2 separate regions of the Siniperca chuatsi genome follow, and region 1 is linked to region 2. The links are chromatin contacts, called in public Hi-C maps. All regions are on one chromosome and are shown on one strand. The core of a region is the stretch at or near the end of the contact, and the rest is flanking DNA. Distances in the headings are between cores, read along the strand shown.

Evidence for each region. Hi-C and Micro-C count contacts between places; a contact is called where the count stands out from the background.
Region 1: a Hi-C map of liver shows a contact between it and region 2, with 4 times the contacts expected there. The contact joins two enhancer-like sites. A contact is called at or near these places in 2 of 3 Hi-C or Micro-C datasets (liver and an unstated tissue).

Annotation. Positions count from the first base shown.
Region 1 is chrLG16:25,156,620-25,159,332 of ASM2008510v1, reverse strand. No RefSeq gene overlaps it. Among protein-coding and RNA genes, the nearest start is that of pex3, 18 kb to the left of the region's middle. Within about 2 kb of position 1,357, the one cell type or tissue checked has an H3K27ac peak away from gene starts, as active enhancers do. A contact at or near this core is called in liver, where this site is marked.
Region 2 is chrLG16:25,119,387-25,122,086 of ASM2008510v1, reverse strand. No RefSeq gene overlaps it. Among protein-coding and RNA genes, the nearest start is that of batf3, 7.8 kb to the right of the region's middle. Within about 2 kb of position 1,361, the one cell type or tissue checked has an H3K27ac peak away from gene starts, as active enhancers do. A contact at or near this core is called in liver, where this site is marked.

The DNA.
Region 1 (2,713 bases), core at 108-2,607, 37 kb before region 2:
TTCTGGGTTTTAGGACTCATTCCTGCAGCACTCTATTGCTGCTGCTTCTTGTATTCAGCGAAAGACTCATCCCCCCAAAATGCACCACAGAGCGCCACAGGAAGTCATTCCTGCCTGTGGCCGTCAAACTCTTCAACTCCTCCCTCTAAGTGTCAGTCTGTATGACCCTAAGTCATTAAACTGGACACTGATCACTACATCTATGCAATACTTGACATAATTGTGCAATATCCTGTGTTAATACTGCTGTGCAATATACTCTTTTCAGTTTAAAATTCCCTTTAACTCCTCCCTCTAAGTGTCCGTCTGTATGACCTTAAGTTGATAAACTGGACACTGGATCATTAACATCACTGTAATACTTAAAATAATTGTGCAATATTCTCTGTTTAATACTCTGGTGCAATATACTCTGTTTTCAGTATAATTTATTGATATTTATTCATACTTCTTTTACTGCTGTGCAATATCCACCGTCTCATAATCATCTTAATAAGCTACACTTAACTTGACAGTACATGCACTACTACTTGTTACTTATATTATTACATTATATTATTATACCGCACATACTTATCATCAACCGGTAATCCACTTTGTACTTTACACTTATTTTAAGTTTATACTTATATCCACTTTGTACTTAATTTGTCTTGCCTGTATTATAGTGTATTATATTTTGATTTGCTTAGTACTTCTATTCCTGTGTGCACTGATGTGATAGTGAGCTGCTGTAACAAAAGAGTTTCCCCTCGGGGATCACTAAAGTATTTCTGATTCTGATAAGTGCTGCTACAAGTAGTAATGCTATTGCTGCTGCAACCGTTTCTGTAAAATACTTTATTGAACATTGAATTTAATAACAATAAGGCAGTATAACCATGGCAGTACCAATGTTTGGCATAACTATGAGTAGAAGAACATGCATATTCAAAAATAGCAAAAAGAGCAGTATTAATACATGAATATCATAGGCAAGAAAATAACAAGTAATGATAATCAAAACAGGCTTCAATTTACATTTCCCATAATCCATACTGGTAATATACAAATCATTACAAGTATGTGAAAACCTCATGGGCCTCCAGACTTGGTCAGCAAAAAGAACATTAGCTGAAACTAAATAATCCGTGTGAGAACCGAGCCAGCAGCTCAGATTGCAGTTTGTAGTATCAACAAAACCGATACAGACAGCAACAGCAAGTGACAGGTGAACAGTAGCTGTGTATTCATCACTTTCAGATTGCTGTTATAGTGGTGACTCACAACTACTGGCAGTGAATCACACATAAAACGCTGAGATCATCCGTCCTCTTTGATTTTCCACTCTATTCTCTCTTTCTTTCTTCCCTCACTTGTGTGTAACTCAGTCTGTCCGTTCCTTCCTCTGGTACTCTATCTGCTCTGAGCTTCGTCATTTACTGTAATGGTAGTAAGGGCAGGCTCAGGGCAGCTGTGTATATGTATTCGTGTGTGTGTGTCTACATTATTGATTCCCTCTGAGCCCCACCAGGCAGTAATCTGTGTGCTGAAATGTCATTGGCGGTGTGCTGTCAGGCTTCATTCCCTCATAATCCAGGCCTCTGCTGATTGGATGCCGTCAGGTCCCTCGTTAGGAATTCATGATGATGCAGGCTGAGGTCACACTGTTCAATCAGGGGGGTGATGTCATCTCACCTGAGCCCTTTGATTGGCCCAAACTGACCCACACACCCACAGATATGTACAGTATAGATAGATAAATAGATAGATATTTTTGTAAATATATATAGTCTTTAATATATAAATCCAGCTTTTATTCTTTGGTGACATGAGCTGAGCTGAGATGATGTGACAAGACTTTAAATGGCACGGGACAATCTTAAATAAAAAATGTATAAATATCATTTAAAATGAAGATTGAAACGAGATGAAATGAAAGATGAGACTGGAGCAGGTGATTGATGAGATGAGATGAGATAACGTTAGGTAATATAAAATAAAATAGGACTGGAACAGGTTTAAAAAGTGACTAAATTAGATAATTTATGAAAAAGTGAGACAATATGAGATGAAACGGGATGGGATGGGACAGCACAAGATGAGATGAATGAAAAGATGACTGAGATGAGATGAGGTGATGTGATGCAAAATTAAATAAAATGGAATTGGATTGGAGACAAAATGAGACAAGATGAAATATGTTATTTTGTTTGAATAGTATTAACTGTTGTTACAATGTTTTTACGCTGTACTCTTGGCCTGACATCTGAATCTCAATGAGACTTTAAATTGACTAAAGAAAAAGAAAGAAGAAGAAGAGACGAGTCGCAGCCAGACAAATAAGATGGAATGAAAGATAAGAGTAGACCAGATGAACGGAGAGATGAGATAATATAAGGTAAAATATGTGTCTATATGAGGTACATGAAGAGATGAGAGAAGACAACAGGGGATGAGATGAAGTTATGTCTGAAATAATATGAAATTGATGAGAAGAGGTGAGAGAAAGTGGTGGATGTGATGAGTTAAAATATGCTTATATGAAGTGAGATGAAATGAGGTGAGATAAGGTCAGATGACAGGAGGTGAGATGAGAAATGAGATGAAATTGAAAAGAGATGATGTGTCAGCAAATGGCTTGCAATGAAATTAAATCCACGATTCAACATAACATGATTCAACATAACATCAAGTGAAATAAGATAAACTGACAAGTTGAAATGGTGAGATG
Region 2 (2,700 bases), core at 112-2,611:
CTTATTAAACTGCTCCCACAGTTATTATTTGACTCGATCTAGTGATTGGTTGAAGCTCAATGATGATCTCAACTTACAGATCTGATATTAATGGTCCTACATAAACTGGCATCTCAGGAGCTGCCAAAGATTTTTGATTCTTTTATGCTTTTACTTCCTCATAGTTAAAATAGAAAAAATGTCATAGCAAATTTAAGAAGCTCACCTTGATATTTGGCATGAAGAAAGACGCATGCTCACAACCATCGAAAGAGAGATTTACAAAGATAACGAATTGCATGGCAACATTCAGTAAGGGATTTTTCTTTTAACACATTCAGTATGAACGTCCTGAGGATGTTACTTCACCTTTCAGTTGTACATGGAGATCTTTGGGATTTGGTCAGTAACCACACAGGACAACATAATGAGTACCAGAAAAAAAAAACACTCAAAAGCATTGGTGATACCTATCACAAAGCTTTCCTTGCCGCATGAAAAATCACACCACTCTTAAATGGAACTGCTCGTAATAATGAACTATTGATGAGTCCAGTGATGAAACATATTGGCACAGCCGTGCTTTTTCTTCCAGAGAAGTGACACAAGAATTCCTTTCACAGTTCAGCAGAAGTGTGTGTAGGCCTTTATGTATGAAGCGTGAAAGGTGTGTTTATGCCGGTGGGTTTTTTGTGTGTGCCTGTGTATTCTTTGTTTGCTTGTGTGTGTTGTTTTCAGTGTGGCCCCTAATTATCTGTTCATGAAGAAAAATACATGCCCATAATGTCGGTCCTCTCCAGCAGCAGACTGAGTTTTAGGGTCGATACATCCATGAAAATGATGTGTTTATATGCAAGAAAATAATCAATAAATAACTGTTTCAGCATTTCTCCTCCAGAATTGTATGTCTTGCAGTGTGGAGAAGGCTTTGAAACATCACTTAGACCTTCATGTTGGGAAATAAAATGTACAGAAAGTAGCATTGAACCGAATAACTAAAATATGAAGAATCCAAAAAATAAAAAAATATAGAGACCTTCTTTTTGGTCTCAGTGATGATTGGAGTGAATGATGTAACATCCTGTCCTGATTGTCTGATGTTTTGACTTTTATTCTTTCATTTTCTGAGAAATTACCAAGAACTGAATCAGGATTTCACCAGAAGTCTGTAAATATTTGTTTGTGTGTGTGTGTGTGTGTGTGTACTAAGGACAAATGTTGCACCAGTACAATACAGAGTGTATCCATGTGACTTTGCATTTTCACAAGTGTGTGGTGCAAGTGTGTTTTTGTATGCGTAGATATGGTGTCATAACTGTCTGTTTTTGTTTACGTACAGTAGAATTATGCATGTGTCTGTGCAGGCTTTACTGTATTCCTCAGAACTGCTCTAAGTGACGGGTTACTTCCTGCCCCAGCAGTATTTCCTGGATTGCTAGGGCGACCAGAGTTGTTGTGACGGTGGTGATTTCCGAGCTCATTTAGAAACTGATCTGAGCTCAGTTCCACAGTGACTGCAGCATCAGTTTCCTGCGGAAGTCTGGGGCATTGAACATGCAAAACCAAATCCAAACACGCAGGGTTTGTTTTTTGAACCTGGTGGGTGGGGTTTGACACACCAGGACGGGAAAGTAGACTCAGCTCTGCTGTGCTTTATAGTCATTTTCTAACTTTTTTGTTTTATTTGTTTTTTGCCATTTCTAACCAATTTCTTTTGTTGTTGCCATTTTCACCTGTGTGAAGTCCCATCTAACTGATGGTCACCAAGGTGAAAAACAAACAAACAAACCATGAAAAGCAGTTGAAAATGTATTTTGAGCACACAAAGAAGATGGAGTGCATGTACTGTAGATTATCTCTTCCTGCCAGGTCATTAAGAAACTGAAATGTTTTGTCTTTAAATTCAGCCACACAACAAAATCTATAAAATGTATTGAGGTTGTGAAAGGCAACATAACCAATTAGAGTTAATTTAATAATGCGATATATACAATATGGTCAAACGTATTTGGACACCCAGACATTTCACCCATTTGTGGTTGCTGAACATCTCGGCATAAATGCCTGTCGATCTTTGAAAAACAAAACTCCTCTAACAAAACGTAACTTTAATTTAGCCATATGTAACATTCAACAACTTTTTACTTTAGGTTCCTCTACCAGAGGCCTGGGAGCTTGAGGGTTCTGCGCAGTATCTTTGCTGTTCCTAGTACTGCACTCTTCTGGACCGAGATGTCTGGTGTTCTTCCAGGGATCTGCTGTAGCCACTCCTCCAGTTTGGGGGTCACTGCCCCGAGTGCTCCGATGACCACGGGCACCACTGTTTCCTTCACCTTCCAGGCCTTCTCCAGCTCTTCTCTGAGCCCTTGGTACTTCTCTAGTTTCTCATGTTCCTTTCTCCTGATGTTGCCATCACTTGGTATCGCCACGTCAACCACAACGGCTTTCCTCTGCTGTTTGTCCACCACCACGATGTCAGGCTGGTTCGCCATTACCATTCTGTCAGTCTGGATCTCAGTGCAGACGTTCCTGTACACTATGCCAGCCACTTGGTTATGGCGTTCCATGTATGCTTTTCCCGCCAGCATCTTACACCCTGCAGTTATGTGCTGGATTGTCTCAGGGGCCTCTTTGCACAGCCTACACCTCGGGTCTTGTCTGGTGAGATAGATCTGGGCCTCTATTGCTCTGGTGCTCAGGGCCTGCTCCTGTGCAGCCATG